Linked DNA regions of Astyanax mexicanus: region 1 is linked to region 2. The links are chromatin contacts, called in public Hi-C maps. All regions are on one chromosome and are shown on one strand. Each heading gives the region's core, a stretch centred on a gene start, on an enhancer-like site or on the middle of the called end of the contact. The rest is flanking DNA. Distances are from core to core; before and after follow the strand shown. Region 1 holds the start of dock8 (dedicator of cytokinesis 8). Region 2 overlaps dock8 (dedicator of cytokinesis 8).

Evidence for each region. A called contact is a pair of places that touch in the nucleus more often than the background predicts.
Region 1: a contact with region 2 is called in a Hi-C map of muscle, with 18 times the contacts expected there. The contact joins the promoter of dock8 here to the enhancer-like site in region 2. A contact is called at or near these places in 2 of 3 Hi-C or Micro-C datasets (both in muscle).

The regions. Positions count from the first base shown.
Region 1 is chr12:39,142,803-39,149,947 of AstMex3_surface, forward strand. It overlaps dock8 (dedicator of cytokinesis 8), which reads right to left and starts at 3,873. Exons shown (of 48, transcript XM_022671085.2): 1 at 3,681-3,873. The coding sequence starts at 3,733. lrif1 (ligand dependent nuclear receptor interacting factor 1) reads right to left here. Exons shown (of 5, transcript XM_007231873.4): 5 at 5,001-7,145. The coding sequence ends at 6,668.
Region 2 is chr12:39,091,711-39,098,692 of AstMex3_surface, forward strand. dock8 (dedicator of cytokinesis 8) reads right to left here. Exons shown (of 48, transcript XM_022671085.2): 9 at 5,923-6,072; 10 at 5,392-5,472; 11 at 5,143-5,302; 12 at 4,102-4,232; 13 at 3,533-3,626; 14 at 2,838-3,000; 15 at 1,882-1,996; 16 at 1,051-1,121; 17 at 132-276. Among protein-coding and RNA genes, the nearest start is that of dock8, 51 kb to the right of the region's middle. Within about 2 kb of position 1,896, the one cell type or tissue checked has an H3K27ac peak away from gene starts, as active enhancers do.

The DNA of each region.
Region 1 (7,145 bases), core at 2,623-5,122, 53 kb after region 2:
TTTATCCCAAATTCTAAATAGAAATATTGAGTTCAGAAATCAATATTTGGTGGAATAACCGTGGTTTTTAATCACAGTTTTCATGCATCATGACATGTTCTCCTCCACCAGTCTTACACACTGCTTTTGAATAACATTATGCCTTTACTCCTGGTGCAAAAATTCAAGCAGTTCAGTTTGGTTTGATGTCTTTTGATTATCAATCTTCCTCTTGATTATATTCCAGAGGTTTTCAATTTGGCAAAATCAAAGAAACTTACAATTTTTCAGTGGTCTCTTATTTTTTCCAGAGCTGTATCTACATCTGGCTCCCAAATCACATTTAGACAGTAAACAGTCTCAGTCAGACAAACTTATAAATGGCTTAGTGCAAAGCCCTAGCATTTTCACACTGCACTGTCACATGTATATGACAGCAGTTTTTTATGAATGAACCATTGGGCTTCAGTGTGATACAAGCCATAATAAATATGCTTTTCCTATGGGGGCTCTAATCTATAACACTGGACCTCCGTTTAGTACAATGGCTTTATGCACTTCCTCACCACCTGCTGTGAGTGAGAGAAGGAACAATAAGAACTTCCACCTCAGTCAGACTATATGTGGACAGTGAGCGGGGGCTGTTCCTGAGCGGACTCATGATCAGAGCAGGAAAGAGGGTTCACACTAGAGGTGGAAGTGATCCAACAGGCCGGATCTCAGTGTTTAAAGTGGGATGTGAGAGAATTAAATCCTCTTTTTTCATAGTCTTATAACCTTAGCAAAGTGTGGGATAGCAAAGTTAGCAAAGTTCATATACTTTTATATCGTCATTGTCCTATGAAAAACACTTATCTCCATTTTTGTCGATTTTTAGTTTACTACATAAACTCTTTAAAATAACCTGAAATAAACTCTCTTTACATTGACTTCCATTGAAAGTTTACAAGATTTTTTCCCTCTCCTGTAAAGTTGCTGTTTTGGAGATAAGTGTTTTTCATTGGACAGCGACAATATACATTTCTTATTCATGCCTTAGAGGCACATTTGCGGCTAGTTAGTGTAAGTATTAAATTTAAACTTTGCCAAAATCACTGTATGTAACAGAGCAATTGAATTTGCTACTGCTTAAAGACTGATATTTTAAACAAGAAAACGTGTCTGCATTTAAATGTTTTGTAATAGATGATGATAGTGGAATTATATTGGTATTTGACCAATATTTTAAACCAATATTTGCTGACAGATTAATTAAATGCCTAAAAACAACCAAGTGATAATGGCTGCACTACCGCAATTGGCAACACTTGCTGTGTTTCTTTAAAATTAATTGATCTAAGCTAAATTTTTTATCCCTTTTATTGGTTTTAAAGTTCTGAAATTATACCACTAGTCTAGTCACTCTGTAGTACATGTGTAATATCAGCATCTGCCCAAAATTCCCACATCAGTGCATCCCTAGTTACTATGCTAACAAGCAAAAAAAAGCTTCCTACCTAAATGCGAAATAGAAAACTAAGGCATTAGCATGCTAGCTACAAGTCTCATCCCACATCACAACCACAGTGTTAGCACGCTGGCTACTGAGGAGTTAGCAAGGCTGATACCCACATCATTATGTCCTCCCACTGAACATTCCTGTTGCCAAACCTGCACTATTAAGATTAGCTTATATTATAAACAATACCTTATAGTATGAGTGTGTAGCACGCAGTTGATAAATCACAGTTATGAATTCAACATTTTGTGATGTCACAAAGATCGAAGAATGTACATAAACTATAAAATATATATATTAGGCCAGCAGTAGGTCAGCATTGCTATACATTAAAGCTATACATGTAGCTATACATGTTTCACACTAAAGAAAAACTTATATTTGGAAAAGTTAATAAGTAATAGAAATATACAATGCAATATTATTAAAAACCTTTACAAAGTACAGTGTTAAAATATTAAGTATTTAATTTCATTATTTTAACACCATCAACACATCGCAACTGAATATTTAAATAGTACATATCTAACATTGTATCTTAATTTTATCCTTAGTAATACATTTTTAAGTAATACATTCTCAGCACACTGAACTGGATAATGATGTTCGTGATGGTGAAATAAAGTGATTGCATAACTGATTTGTTAATGTCTTCAATAACATAACTATTTCCATTTTTTTTTTATTAAATTGCATAGATGGTAAGCTGCTTAGCAAGTGCAATATTGCTTTTAAACTGAGGCACAACAACCAGTCAGAACAGTGGTTAAAGAAAACAGTGCACATACATAGCTAGCTACATGTTTAACTGGACACCATGCAGTTGTACAAAACACTTTTGACAGTAGCTTGTTTAGGTTACCTGTGCCTAGGCACGTCACAATAATTACTTACTCTATTGACATATTGTACAATATATTGACAAACATGACTTTCTGCTGACCTCAATATTGCTTGTTATTTTTTTTTTGTTAACAAGGAGAACCCATTTAAGTTAATGATGTAGATATCAAAACAGCATGTTTATCATATTGTTTTATTTATTTATGATATTAGAATGTGTAATATCATTACTATGCTATTATATTATCATTAACGTTTATCGTAATTTTATTTGGGACAATTGTACTTGCTAACCCCTTTTCACGATGGCCATAAAATGCAATTTTCGCCTATTTTAAGGGTCCCTCTGTTCAGCTTCTTTTTTGTTTTAAACACAATGTACCCTGGTGGTTAATGGCTCATGTGAAAGTATATACTTTTGTTTCAAAAATGAACCCATTGGTGGTTTCACTATTTGGTAAATTAAATAACCTCTCGTTGATCATATATTTTTGTCTCAGAGGGTTGTCTGTGTAAAATATTTTAAAATATTTTGAAATAAAATTTTGAATATTATTGAAAAAACAGAAGGACCAGTGAGTTTTTTGGCTTTCTCTGTCACATGACATCGCGTTCAGTAGCTCCTCCATTTCCACTCCCTGTTGTTTTTACGTGGATCTCCGTGAAAACGCACGCCCAAAGTGTTATTACGGTGCGTGGAAGTGGGCAAATAGCTATTTTATTAAACGCGAGGTGATGAAACTCAGAGATGTGAGTCCGGAGGGGACTAAAATTACAGGAGGACCACAGAGTTCAGAGAAAAACAGTAGGTAATTCAGTCTGTAATTTTCACAGAGGACGTCTGAGAAAAATACATACATGGTTGTTCCGGACAGAAATAAAATCACAGAGGAAACCCCCATGAAAAGGAGAAAAATACCCCAGGACTCCCTGAGAAACTAATCCCGTGGGGCTTGAGTGCCCCAAACTGTATCCAAATAACACAAGGTGTCAGACTTCCCTTTGCTACTTCAAGTAAATAATGTCAGTTCCAAACTAGCTAACCCTAAAACCTATTAAATACAGCAAAATATATATCGTATATCAAACATTGCGATATTTTTCCACATTGTCCAACACTTCTTGAGAAGTGTTTGCTAGTTAAATACCTAATTATCTACAGTTCTGTACAGTACCGCTGGAGATCATTCCCCTGGTTTATGACCCCGCTCTCCGGAGAGCAGCGTGTATCTGCCGCTCCGGAACCCGCGCTCTCTCTCTCCCTCCTTCCCCCCTAAACTACGCGGAGTAAAGTCCGCTCAGACTCCCGGCAGCAGCCCGGGTCCGGCTCTGACCCGCTGCGGGTAAAAGGACGGGTTACCTGTTGAGTTTGAGGGCGAAGGCGCGCCGCTCCGAGGCGGGCATGGTGGCCATGACGGCTCAGAGCGAGAGCTTCAGCGGCCGGAGCTGCAGAGAAATCCCGGGCGCGGAGCCGCGGACACCGCGGGCAGCAGCAGCATCTCCCAGCGTATCAGCGCGGAGATTACTGGGCGGAAACTTCCGCATCTCAACTCCCCAAACACACACACTCACAGAGTGGACACACGCCTTAACGTGTGTGTGTGTGAGTGTGTGTGTGTGTGAGAGAGAGAGAGAGAGAGAGAGAGAGAGAGAGAGAGAGTTGGGTAATCCCTGCTAGCACAAAACCACTGAATAAACGTTAATATTTTAGCTCGATTACATATTTTAACCTTTAAACAACTGTCATACCACTTTAATAAAGAACTATGCACTTGTTCACTTCACCACCCTCACGTTTCTATACTTCTATATTTGCACTACTGTTTATACGGGTTCTGTCTATACTGGTACTGTCATTACCTCTGAATCCCTCAGATCACAATTGCACTATTGTTCTCTAAAATTATAAATATAAAAGAATGATAGACACTAAATCTACAATACAACAAGGTCACAGATAAACCTTGTTGTATTGTATATTTAGTGTCTATCATTCTTTTATATTTATAATTTTATTTTGCTGTAACTTTGGGAAGGAGAGTAACGTAATTTCAATCCTCTATATATAGTATTCAACAAAACTACTTTCCTTGACTTGACTTGAAAACAAACGGTATTAAACAAAATGATTTAAACATGTAATGTTTGGTTCTACACTCTTAATGCTTTTATGTGAAATGTGCCTTTTCACAAATAAGAATAAGAATTATTATAAAACTGCAAGAAAACAGTATCAGCTATAAGAACAGAATATAAAAAACAGATATACATATTTAATGCATTAAAAACATATTGTATTAGTGGTTTTAGTGTATATGAAGACATATATTCTTGTTGTTTGGTATGAAGGGGCTGACGGCTGTGGCGGTGAGTTGGTTAACAGGTGCAATAAGTAAAAACAGCGACCTCTGCTGGCAGAAACCACACTGTAAGACAGGATTGGACAATTCATGTTCCCAAGGCCACAAAATAACCTGGGACTGATTTGGAGGACTAGATAAACATACTGATCTCAGTTTGACTTAATGTTCATTTCAGCTCTTTAAAAACGCAATAGATGTTACAATTTATCAGTGCAGTGTGGAAGTTAGGCAGTTGATTATTTTTCATAAAATAGAGTGATAAAGATTTACTGCAGACTTTGATGTTAAAGATGAACAAAATCAAACAAATCAGTAACTCTGAAAAACAGTTATATTTATTGAGATTATCCTGATTTTATAAATAACCCAATCAACTTTATCATGTTAGGCTCAAACTGGATGAATGTGGGCTAGGTGGGTTCTAGGTGGGCATAAGCTCCCATCTAAGCCCTGTGTACAGCGAACAACCAAGATGGGGACATAGGGCATATTTAACCCCTCTTCCCCACATCAGTATCATTCATTTGCTGGGCCAAATTAAAACCTACATACACCACACCCTGGCATGTCATCTGGGTCATGGAGAAAAGCCACCTTAATCCACATCCAAAAATCTTTAAGTGGACGGCGCTTTTTTTCAGCTTCACTTTTAACAGAGGTGCAATATATATACATAGACTACTACACTACTGCAGCTAAATATTGCAGTAATCAATGTATTCATATGACTAGTGCTTTGTTTACTAATTACTGTGTATTTCGTAGAGCTTGTTTATTTTAACAATCCAGAGTTGAGGGGTTTCTTTTTGTTTTTAAAGTGACTTTAAACTTTTTTCTTCTTATTTCCTTGAATTCCTACTTTTCACCCATTAGATTTCCCTTGTATTTTTGACATCACATACTTTTGACAAGCACCAGTTTCCCAGTGCTCAGTATTGACTACAGAGCCAATACATTTTGATGAGGTGTTAGTTTCTGCCTCCAGGCATTAAAACTCCGTCTGAGACCACCCCCTACTGACAGATATGAAGAAGTGCAAATTTTGGACACACTTGTAACCAGTGCTCACTAACCTAGTTGTGACAACAGTGTAAGAACCAACTGTTTTGGTACCCACAACAATAAAACACACATAAATTACATATGTTCAATCATAACTTTTTTTGAGCAACAATGGCAAAAAAACATTTTTAATGATCAGCCAAATAAATAACATTACTAAATAATATATACCAAAAAATGGCCATAAGCACTGGAAAATTTCTGATATCTTGAAACTGAGAAACATGGACAGTAGAGATGATGACTGGCAAGAAGAGTTCAGGTGGCTATGAATTCTGTAGACATGGGCAGTGAGAGCATGTAAATTCATGGACAACATGGGTGCGGATGTACGAAAAAACCTTCGAAAAAGGTACATTTTTTCATTTATTAAATGAACGTCTGAAACTGCAGATTACAGTTCTCAATAGATAAGTGTTGAAGGGCAGGTTAAAGTGGTATTATCAAAACTGACATATTTGAAAATATCATTTTATTTTTTATTTCACATAGGTCTTAAGTAACCATTGCTAAATATTAAGAAATATTAGAACTCGAGATCCCTAAAGAATACTTTACAATACTTAAATAAAGTAGATCAGTCCACTTCTTTTAATTTAAGCCTATTTGTGGACTGAATTGAATTTCTTTAAGTGCAGGTCTTGACCTAGGTCTGGCAATCTGACTGACTGACTGACACTACAACAAAAATGACAAACAAAAGCATTAAATACAAACTTAAAAATACACAATGCACTAGACAATGAAATTGCATATTGGAAATAAACAAATTAAAAAGTATTTATATATTTTACATAGAATGAAGAACAAGATTTCTTTTTTTTTTTTTTTTTTCATATAAACTGAGAGCTGCCTCACGAGTTGATGGCTTTTCCAATCAAGATCAAGCCACCAAAGATAAATTCAGATGTGTGAAGCTTTTTCACATGCTCTGCCGCAACTTCTCCAGGGCTGCTTCTTTTTCCTTCAGAAGGACTTTGAGGCGTTTGATTCGCTCCTGGCGCTTTAATTCCTCAGGGTCCAGCATTACAGAAGAGTACAATTCAATGAAAGTGTTGTTGCTGCTGGTGCTGCTGCTTGCAGCTTCTTCTGAACTAACTGAGCTGGAGCTTGAGTGACTAACATCATGTTGCATGGACAAAGACGAAGGATTCAGACCTTTAGCGGGCTTTGTGTGCAATTCAGTGCTATGTAACTTTTCGTCTCCAGACTTCCCAGATGCCACACTGCTTTTTGGTGGGCTTGTAACTGGCTTGTTGAGTACCTTCCCAACATTTTTGCAATCTCTGTTTGACCCTGTTAAAACACTCGCCTGTTTAGGTGGGTCAATGACAGCAGGCCTATTTGGCTTTTCAAGAGATTTAAATGGTGAAATTGCAGCAATTGCTCCAACCTTAGTT
Region 2 (6,982 bases), core at 646-3,145:
AGACTCAAAGTCCATTTAAGCTGTCAACTAGGAAAAGGAGGAAATTAGATTTTCAAACTTGTGCATCCACAGGCTAAGAGGATAGATGCTGTAAACTTGAAGGTTTTACAGCATATTGTTGAGAGACTCACTGAATATCCGACGAGAGTTTCCACACTGCCGCTCTGGTTCTGCTTCTGCTGGCAGCTGATGTGGTAGAAGGAGAAGAGCAAGTGGTGTTTCTCAGTGAGACGCGCAGGCAGACGAATCTTCACCTCCTCATAGAAGTCTGGAGACCTGCACAGATACATAATGAGACACCAGCTTACATTTCTGAGCTTTTATGTGCACTTAAGAGTGTAAGATCACTAAGGTCCTCCAACCAAAGATTTCTGACTGTTTCACAAACTAAATTAAAGTTAAAGGGTGACCAGGCTTTTGCAGCTTATGCTCCCAGACTGTGGAGTGATCTCCCTACTGAAATCAGCTCATGTCCTTAAGAAACATTGCTTTTTAGTAGTGTATGAACATTGTAATTATATCGACAGTTTTTTACATTGATTTATTGGTGTTTTGATCATTTTATCTATTTTTATCTGTTTATATTTTTATTTTTTAAACTGTAGCATTTTGTAAGCTGGAAAAGTGCTACATAAATAAAGATTACTTACTTACTTACTTACTAACTGTACTTATTACAAATATTGTCTTTTATGTTTGATTATCTGCAGAAGATGTGTTTAGTCCTTCTCAAGAAACTACCTGACACTAATTTTAATTAATAGCACATTTTATATATGTAATACAAATACAAGTTCATATCACATGTAGTTCAAAGTAGATGAATATATAACAATTATTTACATTAAAATACAATAAAAAACAAATATTGCTTGATATTATTATTTTTTTTTCCATTAAAGATGTTATTGTTCTCTAGCTTAGGGGTTTCCAAAACGTTTCTTATGTGGGAAGCTCAAATATTTTGCGCATTGAAGCTTCCAGAACACCTGATTTAACTTAATATGTGTACAGAATTGGAGTCTGGAGGACTCAGTAAATCAGTATTACCTGTTATGATAGGTGATGGGGGTGTAGATTTCTGACACAAACTCTGGACCACTTGATCTCCCAAATATTACCTTTAGAGAAAAATCACATAACAGTACAGTTAAGTAGCAACTCTGACAGTATTCAGTCTCTCCTAGTTTTATAGTTAGGAGTAAGCCCATCATGATAATTATGATATACTGACATTTTTTCTAAATTTGAAATTAAACCATTTTTAAAATGTCTTAATTTAAAAATAACATTTATCGCAATTATTTTTGGGACAATATACAGAATTTTTGCACGAGGAGTGGCATAAAGTTATCCAAAAGCAGTGTGTAAGACTGGTGAGAACATGCCAAGATCCAAAAAACTGTGATTATAAACCAGAGTTATTCCACCAAATATTGATTTCTGAAAACTTGTTTTTTTATTTACATTATTTGAGGTCTGAAAGCTCTGCATCTTTTTTTGTTATTTCAGCCATTTCTCATTTTCTGCAAATAAAGGATTTAAATGACAATATTTTTATTTAGAATTTGGGAAAAATGTTGTCTGTAGTTTATAGAATAAAACATGAATGTTAATTTTACTCAAACATAAACCTATAAATAGCAAAATCAGAGAATCTGATTTAGAAAATGAAGTGGTGTCTACATTTTTTCGAGAGCTGTATATCATTTAGAAAAATTAATGAAGTTACAGTGATGGATCCAGCTGACAATGTATGCAAAAGGTCCTGAGAGCTGATGAAAAAAAGTATATATATATATATATATATATAGACACTATATTAAGGACATATTAAGGCCATGTGTCCCATGTGGGGGAGCAGGGTGGGGGTGTACTCACAGGCAGGGCTCCACTGGGGTCCTCTGTGTTCATAAACTGGATCTTTACAGTTATATTTCGGATGTTGCCACGACTGCTAACATTCAGCTTCTGAGGATACACATACAGCAGGTTCCTGCACACAAAACAGACCACAGACCACATTAGGGAATGCACAGAGCAACAGAGCAGTATTATAAAATTATTTTAAATAATAATGGATGAGTGTCCAAGAGATTACGTTTTTGTTTTTATTATTATAAATTTTAGGTCTGAAAGCTCTGCATCTTTTTTGTCATTTTAGCCATTTCTCATTTTCTGCAAATAAATGCTTTAAATTACAATTTGGGAAAAAATGTCTGGAGTTTATAAAATAAAACAACAATGTTCATTTTACTCAAACATATACCTATGGAATTAATAAATTGGAACTGACAGAAACAGAAACTGAAGTGGTCTCTTAATTTTTTGCAGTTGCAGTTTAAATGTATACTGCATGCATTTAAACTGCAAACATGACAATTGTTCAAAAATATACTTAAAAAATACAAAATAGACTGATTTCAAGACAGATTACAAAGAAAAAGAAAAAAGTTATTGTGACAGGCCTAATTGTTCACAGTCTATTTAACCACAGCTGTACTGTAATTATTCAGCACTAGATGGCGCTTAAAATCCACAAATCACCATGACCTCATATAACCTACAGTTCTCCATGTCCAGAGCTCAGGGGTTATGTTTTTCTGTGACAAATGATATCACTTGAGTCATCTGGACATTTGGAAGATTTACAGACTCCATGTTTCTATTTAATTAAGAGGAACTGTCACATTTACTTCTGGCTCGGTATGTGAGGGTGTAAGGCAAGGTTAATGACATGACAGAATGTGACGTTTTAAATAGAAGACAATCTTAATAAGGGTTATTTTGATGATAAATGTGTGTGTGTGTGTGTGTGTGTGTGTAGGTGTACTGACCGGTATATGCTGTGAGGGACATAGACATCATTAGAAGGGAATTCCAGAACCTCTTTGATTAGTCTGGTGCTTTTCTCTGATGCTGGTTTTATAGGGATGAGCTCCGGAGACAGACAGGGCATCACTGATTCAGGAGACGGGGTCACCTCCAGTTTTAGACATCCTGCCAGCACACACACACACAAACACACACACACACACATATACCCTGAAATATCGTGCCATATCACCCACCCCTAATTATCACATCAGGGTACTACTTTTTTGCTGTTTTTTGCAATACAAAAATCACACTGTTCTCATTTCCCATTATATATCTACTAGAGACAGATTATATCTGTCCAGTATCATTTATTTTACTTTAATCCTGGATATATGGAGATATTTGGAGGGCATTATTAGTATCATGACGTTCTGGATCATTGACGTCTGTTACAAATCTCACAAAATTCTTGGATTTTTTTAAATATCTTAGTTAGAGGTGTGCCATATCATATTGTATGCAATAATACAATTTAATTTTAATTTTGTTGCAGTAGTGTATTCTTGAAATATTTTTTTAGTAATAATTCAGTGTTTTGTCATATCGTATCATTATCGCGAAAATACCATTACATATCACAATATTATTTTAGGGCCATATGGCCCACCCCTATTAGGAACAATCCTAAAATAAACATGGTGATGAGCATCACCTGATATCGTCTTGCTCCTTCGCTGGATGTTGGATGTCCTCTTGCTGTCTGCCAGGAACTTAAATAAGTCTTCATCACCGAGACGCTCCCCTTCCTGAAACACATACACAAACACACACACACACAAATGTCAATCTTCACTATTCTTTATTCTATCTCATATTAAGCACAGCAATGTATATAGTAAACATTTTAAAAATAAAATTATGGCTTAATCCATGGTAGTGGGCATACACACCAACAATAACTACTAAAACTACTAAATGATTCTTTATTTGTTTACAGTTGCTCAACTCCTCTGTAATGTGGAGATGTAATGGTATCACTCAGAATGTAATGTGGCAGAGAAAGGTCATTTAAATCATGTGAACAAAAAAGGAAATGATAATAAATGTTAAAAATGTGAAATATGTAGCCCTGAGCAGTCTCAAGGTGATCAGGGAAAGCTGCAGAGACAGACTTCAAAAATGTTTTTTTCACATTCCAGTTTAGTGAGATTGATGCAGTGATTTAAAACCATGATCCTGTCCACTACTGGCATGTCAGTGTATGTGAATTGAATGGCTAACCTGTTTAAAGAAGGTTTGAATAGTGATGGTTGAGGGTTTGGAGCTTGACAGATTGAACTGGTCCTCCATCATGCTGAATCGCTCAGAGTTGCGCCTCGGCAAGTAAGCCTTCTTTTCCAAACTGCTCCGGCCTGATACAAAGCACAAAATACACACATATCAGTAAACTGAATAAGTAATTTACCTAGAACATTGTATAACTATATAAACGGCATGTATTACTTTTGTCTACAAAACTGTGTAGTGCTATATGAAATCTTTTTCAGTGCCATCTAGTACCATCTACTGTTAGGATTTCTGACAAAACTCAGACTGTTATGGACTATAACCATATTGACAAATCCAAGATCTATTTGGAAATTAACAACAGTCAGGTTTGAGGGTTTTAAATGAATGTCCTCGCCACTAGGGGCAACAACGATGCGATACGACAAAACACTGAATTAAAAAAAATATTTCAAGATTACACTACTGCAACAAAATGAAAATTGTATTGTTGCATGACATGATATGGCACACCCCTAACTGAGATATTTAAAAATTGACTGAAGTAAAATGAATGATACTGGATAAATATAATCTGTCTCCAGTAGATTTATAATAGGAAATTAGAACAGTGTGAATTTTTCTTTTACTAAAACAGCAAAAAAGTAGTACCCTGATGTTATAATTAGGGGTGGGTGATATGGCACCATATTTGAGGGTATAATATCGTTCACCATATTAAAAATTTTAGCAATATTATCCTGTACGATACAATGTGGCACACCCCTACTCGTGAAATTGCTACAATTTCCTGGCCTGCCCAGTTGCCAGATTTTTCCAAAAAAATCAAGCAATGATAGGACCATACTTGTCAAACTTCTCGTCTACAGGCCCACCTGTAATATCTGTTGGCATATGTGCCACAGGATGTAATACATGTCCTGTTTTACTCCATGGCCGTCAGTTCTTGAAACTTTTATGAACAAAAGCTAGACTTATTGCTTCAAGGCTTTTGGAAATATCCATCATCCTGCCAAGGCCTTTTTTTTTACCTACCGTTGAGGCTGTCTGAGTCTGCCATGTCTCGTTCCAGCGTGGCTGTGGTGATCACACTGGCAATGTTGACGGTGGCGAAAGCGAAGGGCATGCGGTACTGACCAAGCCTCTGACAGAAACCCTCCGCCTGGTTCCTCAGCTTCTCCAGCTTATCTTTGTTCTAAATATGAGGAAGAGACAGATAGTAAGAGGTGTTTACTAAACTGAATATTATTTATTATATTGTTTTTTAATCGTCTCTGTGATTACCTTCCCACTGTCGCTCTCCTTCATCCCCAGGTACGGCTCAGCACACTCTCCAATTTCCCCCTGCTGCAGGACCTTCTCAATCTAACAAATAACACAGCATCATTATCATCATCATCATCATCATCATCATCATCATCATCTTCATCATCATCATCTTCATCATCATCATCACCACCATCATCTTCTTCATCACATGTATATGATGTCTCATAAGTTTGAAATTCTTTCTGGGAAATTTAAACACGTCTTAAACATGTCTTTATTATCATTTGTATAGACAGCACTGCCAGACGAATTAATGACATTCTGAGTCAAGAGTGAAACTAGAGTCTTCTTACCTAAAAATAGTTGATTAAGCTATAAGAGTCTTATTACAGAAATCATAATGGTATCTTACTTTCAGTAATTAAGTACATTTGAATACAAATACTGAATACATTCCTTTTCAGATTGAATCAGTTACGTACTGTTTAGGGCCAATATCAACAGCTTCATGGCTAAAAGTAAGAGGCAAAGCCTCGTTAGAGTTACCTTGATAACCAGGTAGATATCTGGAGAGGGGTAGGAGATGGAGAAAATGGCCGCCTTTGACTGTGTGGAGGAGTCGATGTGAGGCGTGTGAGAGCTCAGGAAGTCCTTCATTTTCTCTGAGTTCAGATCACAGTGGAAGTTCTCTGAAATCTGACAAAGCAGTATCACATTATTTCTCCAATATATTAATGTGTTAATATATATATATATATATACAGTGAGTCCAAGAAGTATTTGATCCCTTGTTGATTTTCTTTCGTTGGCCCACTAATAAAGACATGATCATTCTATACTTTTAATGGTAGATGTATTCTTACATGGAGAGACAGAATATTACAAAGAAAATCCAGAAAATAAATCTTTGGAATATATATTAATTGATTTGTATTTCATGGAGTGAAATAAGTATTTGATCCCTTAGTATTCATTAGCAGTTCTGGCTTTTACAGACCAGTTAGACACTCCCAATCAACTTGTTACCTGACCTGAAGCCACCTGTTCTCACTAATCACTTGTGTGAAAAACACCTGTCCACAGAATCAGACAGATCACACAGATTTCAAGTCTCCAACATGGGTAAAACCAAAGAGCTGTCACAGGACCTCAGAGTCAGAATTGTTGACCTTCACAAAGCTGGAATGGGCTACAAAAAGATTAGTAAGGTGTTGGATGTGAAAGTAACAACTATTGGTGCAATTATCAGAAAGTTTAAAGAGTATAACATGACAATCAACAGACCTCGGCCCGGTGCTCCAAAGAAGATTTCGCCTCGTGGGGTGGCAATGATGCTGAGAACGGTCAGAAATCGTCCTGCAACCACTCGGCAGGAGTTAGCAAATGACCTGAAGGCAGCTGGGACCACAGTTTGCAAGGAAACAATTGGCAACACTTTGCGCAACAATGGATTCACATCCTGCAGTGCCCGAAAGGTACCCCTGCTGAAGACAGCACATGTGGAGGCGCGCCTCAAGTATGCCAATGATCATTTGAAAGATGAACCAAGTTATTGGGAGAAGGTTTTGTGGTCAGACGAGACCAAAATTTAACTTTTTGGCCTCAA